Regions from separate parts of the Macaca mulatta genome. Here region 2 is linked to region 1. The links are chromatin contacts, called in public Hi-C maps. All regions are on one chromosome and are shown on one strand. The core of a region is the stretch at or near the end of the contact, and the rest is flanking DNA. Distances in the headings are between cores, read along the strand shown.

Region 1 (7,172 bases), core at 2,518-5,017:
CCTGAGCTTAAGCAATCTGCCCACCTCAGCCTCTCAAAATGCTAGGATTACAGGTGTGTGCCACCATGCCCGGCAGAATCACCAAAGATACTTGAACCAGGGAGTGACATGACCAGAAGTGCAGGGCGATAGATGGACTGGGGTGGGGACAGGGGCAAGAGGTAGGAGGTAGGAGGTGCCTATGAATAATATTGATAAGAGAGGTTGGTGGTTTAGTCTACAGTGGTGATGACAGGGATGATGAGTAGGAATCTGAAAGATACTTAGGAGGGGTGCAGAGAGCACTTGATCACCATTTGGAAGTGAGAAGAAAAGGAGTCCAGCATGCCATTCGTTCTTGGCAGACTGGATGAATGGCAGTGTCATTAATGGAGAATGGCAGTGGAGGAAGAGCAGGTGCATGGGGAAGGGATATGATGAGTTCAGCATAGAACACGCTAGAGATGAGGCACTTGCAGGACATCTGGAGACACAGGCCTGAGAGAGAAAGGAACACATGAGCTTAGAGCTCAGAAGAAAGAAAGTATTTCCCAACCTTGGAATGATCACTGTCTAGCTCTCTTTCCCACAGAGCCTGATGTGGGATGCCTGGCACTTGGGTTTAGGGAATGGCAGGCCAGAGGCAAGCTGGGCACAACCAAGGTCCTGGCTAAGAGGATGGTGCTGTGCCACTAGATGGCACTACCAGGTTGAGAACACAGGAGGCCATGTCAGCCTGCAGTCTGGTCCAGGTGAACCAAGGGAGTCTTGGGGCTTGGAAGTAGGATTAGGAGACATGGCATTCGTATGATTACACTGATATGATGGCAACACACAAACCTGGTGCATAAATTTGGCATAAGTTATAAGCTCCCAGAAGCTCAGATGACTAGGATCTTTGCTAGATTTCCGTACAGGTGAGGGCAGAGCCTGTACTGAACTTCCCAAAATACTCCCTGAGGTTTTGGAACTTGCTCTCTCCTACCATTATTTCATCCTGAGATCTTCTCTCTCATGCATTTATTCATTCAACAATTATTAATTGAGCACCCAATAAATATATAGAGATGAGGTTTTGGGTTTTTTTTAATTTTTTTTTTTTTTTTTTTTTTTTTTGGAGACAGAGTCTCACTCCGTTGCCCAGGCTGGAGTGCAATGGCACGATCTTGGCTCACTGCAATTTCTGCCTCCCAGGTTCAAGTGATTCTCCCTGCCTCAGCCTCCTGAGTAGCTGGGATTATAGACACCTGCCAGCAGGCCCGGCTAATTTTTTTTTTTGTACTTTTTGTAGAGACGGGGTTTTGTCATGTTGGGCAGGCTGTTTTTGAACTCCTGACATCAGGCAATCCACCCGCCTTGGCATCCCAGAGTGCTGGGATTACAGGCGTGAGCTACCACGCCCAGCTGGTGTATTTTTTTTTTTTTTTTTTTTTTGAGACTGAGTCTCACTCTGTCGCCCAGGCTGGAGTGCAGTGGCATGATCTCAGCTCACTGTAACCTCTGCCTCCCCGGTTCGAGTGATTCTCCTGCCTCAGCCTCCCGAGTAGCTAGGATTACAGGCACCCGCCACCATGCCCAGCTAATTTTTGTATTTTTAGTAGAGATGGGTTTTCACCATGTTGGCCAGGCTGGTCTTGAACTCCTGACCTCAAGTGATCCACCCGCCTCAGGCATGAGCCACTGCGCCTGGCCTAGGGAAAAGTTCTTGATGCTGGAGAAAGGAGAGTGAACAAAACAATCATGATCCCTGCCCTCATGGGGCTTACAGACAAGGAGTAATCAGATAATTGCACAAATAGGCTGGGCGCCTATTTGTGCCCGTAATCCCAGCCTGTAATCCCAGCACTTTGGGAGGTGGAGGCAGGAGGATCACGAGGTCAGGAGATCGAGACCATCCTGGCTTACACGGTGAAACCCCGTCTCTACTAAAAATACAAAAAATTAGCTGGGCGCGGTGGCGAGCGCCTGTAGTCCCAGCTACTTGGGAGGCTGAGGCAGGAGAATGGCGTGAACCCGGGAGGTGGAGCTTGCAGCGAGCTGAGATCGTGCCACTGCACTCCAGCCTGAGTGACAGAGTGAGACTCTGTCTCAAAAAAAAAAAAAAAAGATAACTGCACAAATAATCACAGATTTTGGTAAATGCTAAGACACTTACAAAGGGCCAGAAGAAAACATGTCAGGCAGTTCCAATCTCTAGGTCAAAAGAGACAGGCATTCTCTGTTGAGCTGGAAGAGGAAACTAAGGCCCAGGACAGGGTAGGTGTGCCCATTGTCGCTCAGTGAGTCAGGGCTGTACTAGGACCAGAAGCCTCACTCCTGACTACTGAATAAAAGGCCTAGCTTCAGGCTGATATCCATCACCACACATCTTCCCACTCCTCTCCCTGCTACCTCCTGATTCCACTCCCTTTGGAAAATAAGTTTTGATCTGCAGCCCTGACATTTGATGCCCATAAACCTCTCAACCCCATCCTCATTATCTCCTCACCCCCACCCCATATAGAGTGCAGTCCAGTCAGGTTGGCAAGGGCTGCTGGTGAGGGCCAGATGACCAGAAAGTGTAGAGGAGAAGAGAATTTGGGGCTCTCAGACTGGGAGCAGCTAGGGAAGGGCCAGGCCGGAAAAGCAGCATCTGCCAGGCTGGGAAGAGACAAGGCACAAGTGCAGGCACTGCGAGGAAGCGCGAGTGAGGTAGAAGGATGCTCTAATGCCAGGAAGTGACGTGCAGGGACAGAGGGATGGGGGATGAAGGATGAAGAATGGAGGAGAGGATGGAGCTGGGCCACATGGCTAGGAGGAAGAGCAGCACGGAAGGAATGCACAGAGAGCTCTTTGCCCCCAGGTTCTTCCAATCCCTGTCTCCTCCCTCTCTACTCCCACTTCTCACAATTCCAGCAGAGGGCTGAGGGGAACACAGTAAAATTCTGGAGACTGCTTCCTAGCGAGCAGAGTACCTTACTAATACCCCGGCCAGATCCATGGCTTGGGGAGAGGTGGGGTAATCCACAGGACAGTGAAGGCGTTCTAGTCCCCAAGGACTTTGAGAGGTCATGCAGTCCATGCCTCAGTCTCCCAATACCCAGCAGAGGGGAATCATATTCTCTTTACCCCTCCCTACACATGAAGAGATTCTCCGCTTCTCTCAGACCCTCTGCTTCCCACAATCCCTGGCTGTGGGGAACTTCTCTTAAGGCATAGATTGGATCCCTCTTGCTGCAGTCTCTGACTTGGTTTCTCGTATCCTGTCCTCTGTGGCTAGAGAAAGGCCTCTTCTGGGTGATCACAGAGGTTCCTTAGGATCTCCCCTCCAACATTCCTTCATCCTTAGTTGGTTCTTCCCAGAAGGTAAGCCCAATCCCTTCTACTGCAGTCCCTAGCACACTCCCCGTTGTCGCATCCTACGCCTCCAAGGCAGAAATGCACCCCTTCCCCACCAAATAATTAACAGAGACAAGGGAGAAGAATGGAGAGGTCCAAGAAGATGGGAATGAATTAAGGAGATGGAGCTGGAGGTGGATGCTCTACACAGAAGAAGGAAGACCGGGACTTCCCAAGGCAGGGCAGGGACGGGGCCAGCGGGCCTCACCGGTGTCGGGGTCTCCCAGAAAGGCGTCCTCGTCCTTGCGGCCCCTCAGCGGGGCCGCGGGCGCCGGCTCGTCCTCGGGCAGCCGCGGGAAGCTGGTGATGCTCATGTAGTCCACTGGCGAGTAGGCGCCCAGGGCGCTCTCCTGACTGGCCTCGTTCTCCGCCGCCATCCTCGCCCGCGCCCCCCAGCAGCGCAGCGCCTGCCGGAAGTGGCTGCGGTGAGGGAGTGGGAGGGCGGAGGGCGGGGCCTGAGCTTCGGGACAGCCGGGAGGGGGCGCCTCACCCCGCCCTTGGCTGTGTCCCGGGCTGACTCGCCCCCGCCTGCTCAGCGCTGTCAGCCTGCAGCTGGCACGCAGGTGCGCGTAGATGGAGAGCCAGGAAGGCAGCGCAGGGTCGAGGGGAGAGCGCGGAGCAAGTGAGACTTCAGTGGCTCTGCACTTTACGCAGCTCAGGGACCAAACCCGTTCCTCCTTCCAGTCTGAATCCAGCTAGTATCCTCCTCAAATCCCGGGCTTCCTTTTCGGACCCCAGACCCTTTCACTGACCGCAAATCCCTCTAGACCCCGATCCTGTCTCTGACCCCAAACTCCTCGGACCCCGGACCCCTCCTTGAACTCCGAGATCCCCCTCCTCCGATTTTAGACTCCTCCTCCGACCTTAGACCTCTTTTTCGACTTCAGACTCTGTCTTCACCCGCAGGCCCTTTTGAAAACCCCAGCCCATACTTCGTCCCCAGGCCTCTTTGACTGCAGACTCCTCTTTGGAGAACAGTTCCCTCCCCTGACCTCAGATCCCTTCCCGTACCCCGACACTTCTGACTCCTCTTTCAACCTCATTCTCAAACTTTAGTGTGTGTTAGGGTCTTTGAAAGCGGATCCCCAGATTCCACTCCAGAGGTCATGATTCAGTAGGCTGGGATGAGGTCCTTGGAACCTGAATATTTACCATCATTTTAAGAGTTTTTGATGTGGTTCTGGAAAGGACACTTTGAGAAAGAAGGAGTGGTGGTAGTGGTGGTAGGGCAGGAATGGGCCAAGGTGGGGAATAGGTCTCCATAGTCTAAATGTCTGGGTTCTATTCTGCTACCGCTCAAACACTGTGTAATCTTGGGCAAGACAATTAATCTCCCTATCAGTTTCCCCATCTGTGAAATGGAAAGAATAATAGTACCCAATTTAGAGGGTTGTCATGAGGATTAAGTAACAGAATGAAAAGCAATTTGTATAGGGCTTGGCACCTACTCAATAAATGGCATCATCATCATCATCATCATCATCATCATCATCATCATCATTGCCTTAATCTGGTAAACTCATTCCCTCCAAACCCATCCATCCTCTCTCCACTTAGAAATTCCAACCACACTACAGCTTGTACTACTTCTCCATATCCAAGGATGAGGGAGGTTCCTTCTCTTACGAGGTCTCTGGTCCAAACTTTCATTGTGAAGTCCACAGGAAGAGAGAGGGGGCTGGTGAAGCCTTTATACACACATTCTTTCTCTTCCCAACCCCAGACCAGTCTCGGATAGCCTGAAGTGCTTGAAAAATCTACTATACGCACAGCAGCTGCAGTAGCAACTATAGACAGGAGGGGGAAGCAGTGTGTCGGGAACAGCTCTGGGGTTTGGTGGTAGGACTTGGGAGAGAGGATAGGAAGGAGAGGGCTACTCAGAGCTGTGTGGTAGGAGTGCCCAGGGAGGGTAACAGTCTATCACCAAAACGTGTACCCATTGTGTGTGCCTCTCCCCACCCCAGAGAGTTTTTATCTCCTCAGTGATGTCTGTAGGGTCTATTACACTACCCTGAGGTCTAATCCCTCCAGTGGGACCTTTCTCCACTCAATGAGGTCTGTGCCTTCTCAGTGATGTCCACTCCCACAGTGTAGCTGGCGGCTCCTCAGTGGGGTTTGAGTCCTCTGGTAGGGTCCATGTCTCCTTAGTAAAATCCATATCCTCTGTATCTCCTAGGGGAAATCCATGTCTCCTCACTAGGGTAAGTGCCCTTCAATACCATTCATGTCCTATTAGCAGGGCCCAGGGCCCTTCAGTCGGATCTGAGAACCCCCAGCAACATCTGTGCTCCCTTAGTGGGGTCCATGTACTGTCAGTGAAGTGTGTGTCCCTTCGGTGCAGTGAATGTCTCCTTGATGAAAGTATCTGACCCCTTGGTGGGGTCCATGTCCACTCCAAGAGGTCTGTACTCCTTCAGCAGGCCCTGAGATTCCCGCCCTCCTCAGGTTTGGGCAGACTCTCGGTCTTCCATGGGAAGATTTTTTTTTTCAGCTTAGGGTGTGCAAGGTTTACAGTCAGCTGGGCAAAGAGCAGGGAAGTAGGTGGGAAGGGAGGCTGGGCTAGATGGGGTCACAAGGATTGTGTAAGCTTCAAGAGGTGGGAGCTGCCTGCTTCAGGCCTCAGAATCACTCTTGCAGTTAGAGATTTAAGAATCCTTCCTGCCTTGACAGCCAGTCTGTGAACTGATGGGTGAGGTGAGTCCTTCTTCATGGTGAGTGCAGGTGAGAGATGGAAGAGGGTCCTGCCTGACTTCTTTCTGGGGTGGAGGGGCTAGAGGGAAGCTAGAGGTAATTAAGCCCAGGTTGTGGTGGTGGTGGTGGGGGTTTCCCTTGGTGAAGTAAAGAGATTGTGAAGGAAAGAAGAGAATGTGGGCTGGGTGCGGTGGCTCATGCCTTTAATCCTAGCACTTTGGGAGCCCAAGGCGGGCAGATCACCTGAGGTCAGGAGTTCAAGATCAGCCTGGACAACATGGTGAAATCCAATCTCTACTAAAAATACAAAAATTAACTAGGCGTGGTGGCGTGCACCTGTAATTCCAGCTACTCGGGAGGCTGAGGCAGGAGAATTGCTTGAATCCAGGAGGCAGAGGTTGCAGTGAGCCGAGATCGAGCCATTGCATTCCAGCCTGGGCGACAGAGCAAGAGACTCCGTCTCAAAACAAAAACAAAAAACAAGAATGTGAATGATTTTTCCTATTTGCACAGACTGATATTTTACAAGCCTTAGCTTCAAGCCTGATGAGGAAGTAAAACCAAATCCATAGTCAAGGAACCTAGCTTTGACCCTAACTTGATCGTCATTTGCTCTCTGACTTTGCACCAGTTCCTTCCCTTTCCTGGGTTTGCCATTTGTGCAATTAGGAAATGGGTTTATTATAAAAAACCTGAATGTGTCTCCTAGTCTTCACTTATTATTTTTTTTTCTTTTTTTTGAGACAGAGTCTGGCTCTGTCGCCGAGGCTGGAGTGCAGTGGCGCTATCTCGGCTCACTGCAAGCTCCGCCTCCCGGGTTCACTCCATTCTCCTGCCTCAGCCTCCCGAGTAGCTGGGACTACAGGCGCCCGCCACCTCGCCCGGCTATATTTTTGTATCTTTTAGTAGAGACGGGGTTTCACCGTGTTAGCCAGGATGGTCTTGATCTCCTGACCTCGTGATCCGCCAGTCTCGGCCTCCCAAAGTGCTGGGATTACAGGCTTGAGCCACCGCGCCCGGCCTAGTCTTCACTTATTGAGTCTTGTACTTTAGATCTGGATGGAGATTTGTGAAGGCAAGGAGATTGAAGACATGTCCTCATAAGAGGGAGAAAATCTGAGCTG
Region 2 (7,172 bases), core at 2,196-4,695, 83 kb after region 1:
GTGTTAGCCAGGATGGTCTTGATCTCCTGACCTTGTGATACACCCCCCTCGGCCTCCCAAAGTGCTGGGATTACAGAAGTGAGCCACCACGCCAAGCCGAGGTTTTGTATTTTTAACAAGTTTTCCTGGGATAGGAGTCACTGCAGTACACTATTAATTCCCTTCGAGCTCCAACAACTCATGTCAGCAGATCTCAAATAAATTACATGGGAAGGGGGAGGGAGCTCTTCGTGGAATATCATGAAATGCAAATAATGTGAACTCCTCCCTTATACTAACCAGAAGGAATCTTAGTAGCAGGAAATGATTACATTCCATGTATGGACATTTATTATCAAAGCACCAAAAGACAGAAAATATTTTTGAGAAATCACATTAGCAAGATGGAAATCGCGGAAAGCCAAGTGTCCAGTGTAATAGGAGGAGTTGTCTGATTGGTTGCCCAGAGACATACAGAGGTGTACAAACTCACACCCTGGTACTCATTCATTTTTCAGCAGGCCTCAGGAGTTTAAGATCTGGGTAAAAATCTGGAAACACCGTCATTACTTTTGTTGTGCCCTGTTGTCATTTAACATAACATGGCTGCCCAACTCAGTGGTCCCCAGGAAGGAAGTTAGAGAATAATAGGAAACCTCCATCACATTCAGCTCTATCCCCCTGTCCCCATGGCAGAGCTAGTGCTAGGCCAATTATGAAGGTCTGCCGGCCTCAGCACCATGCTTTGAAAGAATGTGCAGGTAACCTCAGGAGTGTCCTGATATCTCTGCTGAGTGAGACATAGATGAGGGCAGGCATAGTAACGACCAAGGCTCAAGTCAGACAGACAGACAGACAGACCTGGGTTTGAGTCCATAATAATATGACTTCTTTCTTTCTCTCTCTCTCTTTTTTTTTTTTTTTTTTTGACGGAGTCTCGCTCTGTCGCCCAGGCTGGGGTGCAGTGGCGCAGATCTCGGCTCACTGCAAGCTCCGCCTCCTGGGTTCACACTATTCTCCTGCCTCAGCCTACCGAGTAGCTGGGACCACAGGCGCCCGCCACCACGCCCGGCTGATTTTTTGTATTTTTAGTAGAGACGGGGTTTCACCGTGTTAGCCAGGATGGTCTCGATCTGATCTCGTGACCCCCGCCCTCGGCCTCCCAAAGTGCTGGGATTACAGGCGTGAGCCACCGCGTCTGGCCGACTTCCCTTTCAAGTAAGACTGCTGTGTGGATTAAAAGAAAAATCAGTGTGAAATTTCTCAAAAGCAGCTCTATACATGAGACCATTTTTTGACTATACTCTCTTTACAGGTAGGAGGAGACTTGTCAGAGGTCATACAGAAACCTAGTGGCAGAGCCAGGACAAGAACCCATTACTTTGACATTAGAGTAATGAAACCCTCCATGAGCCCCCATCATTCCACAATTCTGGAATTCCGACATCTGTTTGCTGTTGGGCTTTTATTTAGTTGGCAAACGCTAATTTGCATTTAATGCCAGTCCCTTGACTAGGTACCAGGGACATGGAGAAGGATAAGACATAAAAATAATCACCATGGGCCAGGTGTGGTGGCTCACATCTGTAATCCCAGCACTTTGGGAGGCTGAGGCAGGCGGATTACCTGAGGTTGGGGGTTCAAGACCAGCCTGACCAACATGGAGAAACAGCATCTCTACTAAAAATACAAAATTAGCCCGCCGTGGTGGCGCATGCCTGTAATCCCAGCTACTCGGGAGGCTAAGGCAGGAGAATAGCTTGAACCCGGGAGGTGGAGGTTGCGGTGAACCGAGATCTTGCCATTGCACTCCAGCCTGGGCAACAAGAGCAAAACTCCGTCCAGAAAAAAAAAAAAGAAAGAAAAAAAATAAATCACGATGAAGGTGCTAAGTGGGCCCTTTATTTTCTCATTCTACAGCTTCAACCCTCCCTTTGCTTTTTTTTTTTTTTTTTTTTTTTTTGAGACCGAGTCTTGCTCTGTCGCCCAGGCTGGAGTGCAATGGCTGCATCTCAGCTCACTGCAAGCTCCGCCTCCCGGGTTTACGCCATTCTCCTGCCTCAGCCTCCCGAGTAGCTGGGACTACAGACGCCCGCCACCTCACCCGGCTAGTTTTTTGTATTTTTTTTTAGTAGAGACGGGGTTTCACCGTGTTAGCCAGGATGGTCTCGATCTGCTGACCTCGTGATCCGCCCGTCTCGGCCTCCCAAAGTGCTGGGATTACAGGCTTGAGCCACCGCGCCCGGCCCTCCCTTTGCTTTATTTGTTTTGCTGATGACATTCAAATCTACATCTTCACAGCAATACTTTCCTACCTTCAAACTAGGATATCCAATTGCTTCCTGCGAGTCTCCACACAACCAGAATAGAATTTGTTGTTGTCTCCCACAAATCTGCTTCTCCTCTGATGAACCCCACCCAGGTACCCAAGCCCTGAGTACTTCTTTCCTACATCTCACTGTCCGCAAATCCTGTGGATTTTGCTGCCTAAGTATATAGTACTTTGAATTCCGTTATTTATCTCCATTTCCAGTGTTTGTAGCCTAGCCCCGGCCACTGTCATCTCTTCCCTGGGCACGAAACAGATTCAGAGTGAGGTATCTTCGGTGACCAGGATACGTCGGCCTCTGTCCCCCTTCCAGGCCTTGGCACGTGCTGTCTTCTCTTTGGAACTCTCCCCACCACTTCTGATCAGGGTTCGCGATTTAGTTCCAGAAGCCGTCCCTGTTCTCCGCCCTGGGCTTCTACATTCTACAGCCCATCACTTTTCCCGGCACCGCGGGAACAGTGTTTGTCTTGATCACTTCTCTATCTAGTGTTAGCCGCGCTTAGTACTGTATTCATTCATTACATGAATGAATGAAGAAAGAACGACAGACGGGCCAGATCACCGAAAGCCTCAAAACGCCCACAAGGAAATGGGTCGGACTTTATCCCCAGGACTAGACCAGAGACTAGAAAGGCCCCGAGGCAACGACACGGTCGGCTGCCCAGGCTGGCCCCACTACACGGGCCCGCTCGCTTTCACCCTGGACAAAGTTTGTCCCTAATCGCTCCCCGTTGTAGTTCTAACTGGCTCCAGTCTCACTGGCCCACTGGCCCCGACACCGGCCCGATCTAAAGGCAGGAGATCTGGAAAGTCTGGGATCAACGCGCGCCAGCCCAACCCCCTCAAGAGACACTAGTTTCCCCGCGCATGCGAAGGGTTTCAGCTACAAGATCTCCCGGCCTCCGGAGTTCAAGCCCTCGCCAGACCCCTCCCTCACATCTTCCCCCCCGAGGAAACGTGACCCGTGCCGGCCGCCGTGGCCGCGCCAACCTACTCGTTCGCCTCCTCTCAGCTCACGGTTCTCTCGGCACTCGCACCGCTACCCAGGCTCGGGGGGCGGGGCCTCGATGCGACCCAGTGCGCTTGCGCGTACCGCCCCGGGCCGGCTTAAAGAGTAGGGCGGGGACAGAGACCCATATCTTTGCCGCTGAGTCGCGGCTAGGAAGGGGCAGTCGTTGAGAGGGCGGCCTTGGCGTTAGGAGTGTGTCGGCTGCACCCTGGCGGACGGACCTTGGGAAGGAGGGGAGGGGACCGTCGGGGTCGGCGGGGAGCTACGGGTATGCATAGCTCTTAGAGCGTCAGAGCTGGCGACGTCCAGTGGAAGATGGGGAAACTAATGCTCAGAGCGGGACACTCACTACCTCAGGGGCACACAGTTGATAAGGGTGGGGTGGTCGTGGTAATGGAGGCCCCAGGGAGGGTCAGGGGCCCGTAGTACGTCAGGGGCTGAACCTGTATTAGAACCCAGGCTTGTTTCCCAGCGCAGCCGGGTCCTAGAAAAATCCCCCTGATTTTATCTATTTATTTTGTTAACCTGGAATAGCAGCAGGGAAAGCATTAGAGGCAAAAGGAAAGGATTTTCATTTTTCCAGGAATGCTGAAGTTAGGACTGTTTGAGGGGAACCCTGTGTTTGTCAGACTCTCCAGTACCGTTTACATCAGGATCTGGGGCAGCTTTTAAAAATATGCAGATTCATGACTGCTACCCCCACCTCACTGCTTGGCAGCCCACAGGTGCCTTCCCTGTTTCTTCCTTCTGGGTTGTGATAGGCTTGTCTGCAGTCCGAAGCACCTGATAAGAATTTTAGTTAAATGGAATGTATCAGCCCAGCTTCTAGGGAATTAACCATGAATAAGACACAGCCACTGCTTTCAATCTGATAAGGTAGGCAATAAACAGTGCTTTTCTGAAGTATTCAGGGATGGCTTTTGGGGTCTTGAAGGATGGCTAGGAAGGTGTAGGTAGTGAAGGAGGTAGGGGTAGAGGTGAGAGGCTGGGATGGGGACAGTGTTCCAAATTGCAGGAACAAAAGCAGCAAAGGCTGGCTGGGCGCAGTGGCTCAAGCCTATAATCCCAGCACTTTGAGAGGCCGAGGCAGGTGGATCACTTGAGCTCAGGAGTTGGAGACCAGGCTGGGCAACGTGGCGAAACCCCGTCTCTACTAAAAATACAAGAATTAGCCCGGTATGTTGGCCCGTGCCTGTAATTCCAGCTACTCAGGAGGCTGTGGCGTGAGAATCCTTGAGCCCCGGAGGCGGAGGCTGCCGCGGCTGAGATCGTGCCACTGCACTTCTATCTGGGTGACAGAGTAAGACCCTGTCCTAAAAAAAAAAAAAAGCAGCGAAGGCATATAATTCTGAGGGTTGTTCGGCTCGTTTTACAGACACGGAGGAGTTTGGTGTGGATAATGAGGAAGGGCCTAAGGGTTCCAACAGGACTTTAGGCGCTTAGGCTTGGCGAGGTAGCCTCAGATGCCAGTTCCACTGAGCAACAGGAGCTAAGGGCTTTAAGCAGGGGAAAGACATGGTTAGTTTTGTGTGTTAGGCACTGGTTACAGCGTGACAAATGGTTTGGAAGTGGGGAGATGGGCTAGAGAAAGAGCAGAGAGAGTTAAGATGTGAGATAATGAGGCCGTAGCCAGTGCAGCAGCTGTGGAGATGCAGTGAAGAGAACAGATCAAAGAAATTTAGGAGTGAGAACTCCTGGTGATGGTAAATCAGTGGCCCAACCCAGGGACCAAGATCTTTTCGACTCTTTTTTTTTTTTTTTTTTGAGATGGAGTTTTCGTTCTTGTTGCCCAGGCTGGAGTACAATCGTGCAATCTCAGCTCACTGCAACCTCCACTTCCCAGGTTCAAGCCAATTCTCCTGCCTCAGCCTCCCAAGTAGCTGGGATTACAGGCGCCCACCACCACACCTGGCTATTTTTTGTATTTTTAGTAGAGACGGTTTCACCATGTTGGCCAGGCTGGTCTCGAACACCTGAGCTCAGGTGATCCACCGACCTCAGCTCCCAAAGTGCTGGGATTGCAGGCGTTAACGACTGTGCCCGGCCCCTTTTGACTCTTTAAATAAAGCATGTACATTATCTGACTACAGGACGGGCTGAGTCCTCCAGTCTCCCGTGTGTGGTCGCAGGATGGGGGGAGATGGTGGTAGATAGGTGTCTGGTTATTACCAGAACAATGTTTCCTGATGTCCTTTCCTTGTTGGCTTTTGTACCTGAGGGGATAAGCAGCTATTAATTAGAATAGGCCCCAGGTGGCAGGAAGAGGTTACTGGGTCAACCAGGAACAAAAGAAGCTATTTCTAGTGCAACATGAAATTGAAAATAAAAAGCATGACCCGGGGTTCTCTGTGCAGGTTCCCCTCTTCCAAGATGGGTGCCAAATGACGAGTATCAGGTGTCTATGGCAAGATTTGGGGAGGATCCCAGACCTTAACAGCCCTTTGGTTGAATCCTCTCACAATGTGGCAGGTAAGATGTCTTTATTCGCATTTTGTAGATGTGGCATCTGAGCCTCAGAAGTTACGTGACTTGTTCAAGGTGACCCAGTTCGTGGTAGGACTGGGAGTGAAGGACTCTTGACTAAGAATCTTTCCAGGGAGCGTTTGCCCTTTCTGCACCCTCTGCCTGGGTGCTCTCCTCCAAAATCCTGGCATGACTGGCTCCTTTGGTCATTCAAATATTTCATCCCTGGAGGCTGCCCCACCCTATAAGTCTGTATCACGTTATCCTTTGTCTTTTCTTTTATCTTCCTAGAGGGAGTCTCACTCTGTTGCCCAGGCTGGAATGCAGTGGCGCAATCTCAGCTTACTGCAACCTCCCGGGTTCAAACGATTCTCCTGCCTCAGCCTCCTGAGTAGCTGGGATTACAGGCATGTGCTACCACGCCCAGCTAATTTTTGTATTTTTAGTAGAGACAGGGTTTCACCATGTTGATCAGGCTGGTCTCGAACTCCTGACCTTGTGATCTGCCTGCCTCTGCCTCTCAAACTGGGATTACAGGCGTGAGCCACTGCACTTGGCCTTGTATTTTCTTCATAGCAGTTACTCATATCTGAAATTGTTGCTTTTGTCTGCTGTTTCCCTCTGCTAGAATGTGAGCCCCATGAAAATAGGGGCCATGTCTGTCTTGTTCACCACTTTACCCCCAGGACCTATACTAATTAGTGCCTGCCACATGGCAGATGCTCAATAATATTTGCTAACCAATGGAAATAGGTTGGGGAGAGAGAAAGAGAAGGAAACCATTTAATGAAAGCTGAGGATGTTTCAAGTACTTCTCACAAATTGCCTCATTTGATCCCTTCACAGCCTTTCAGGGTAGAAATCATATCTCCATTGGGTGAATAAGAAACCGTGCTAAGCCAGGTCAAGTCCATGGTTGGTCACTTTTGAGGCTATAGACTCGTCTGAGATCTATTAGGCATAAAATTTTGCATCAACTACGTGGAGGAATTCACAGACTTTCTCAGGCTCACTTGGGGATCTCAGATCAAGAAACCTAGGATTGGGGAACTTGCCCAGGGGTCTTTTTGGCCCCAGGCCTTTCCTGGATCCTCACTCTCTGGCAAGGATGGAATCCATGTAGTAGACTATAGGGAACCTGATGAAGATTCCGAAGCAGAGGGAGATGATTTGCACTGAGTCTCTGGTGTCTCAAACCTGAGTTTGAATCCTGACTGTGGAGAAGTCATCTCACCTCTCCAAATCCCACTTTCCTCATTTTATTTTTTTCTTTCTTGTTCTTTTTTTTTTCTCTTTTTCTTTTTTTGAGATGGGGTCTCTCTCTCTCTCTCTCTCTCTCTCTCTCTCTCTCTCTCTCTCTGTCTCTGTCTCTGTCTCTGTCTCTGTCTCTCT

What was found. Hi-C and Micro-C count contacts between places; a contact is called where the count stands out from the background.
Region 2: a Hi-C map of liver shows a contact between it and region 1, with 6 times the contacts expected there. The contact joins the promoter of MYH7B here to the promoter of GGT7 in region 1. A contact is called at or near these places in 5 of 14 Hi-C or Micro-C datasets (CD4 T cells, blood, cortical neurons and 2 more).

What each region holds. Positions count from the first base shown.
Region 1 is chr10:87,664,190-87,671,361 of T2T-MMU8v2.0, forward strand. It overlaps GGT7 (gamma-glutamyltransferase 7), which reads right to left and starts at 3,768. Exons shown (of 15, transcript NM_001267003.1): 1 at 3,566-3,768. The coding sequence starts at 3,734. It also overlaps a transcript of ACSS2 not described here.
Region 2 is chr10:87,747,418-87,754,589 of T2T-MMU8v2.0, forward strand. MYH7B (myosin heavy chain 7B) reads left to right here and starts at 3,446. Exons shown (of 45, transcript XM_077951643.1): 1 at 3,446-3,585; 2 at 5,672-5,786. It overlaps GSS (glutathione synthetase), which reads right to left and starts at 3,359. Exons shown (of 13, transcript XM_015149156.3): 1 at 2,295-3,359.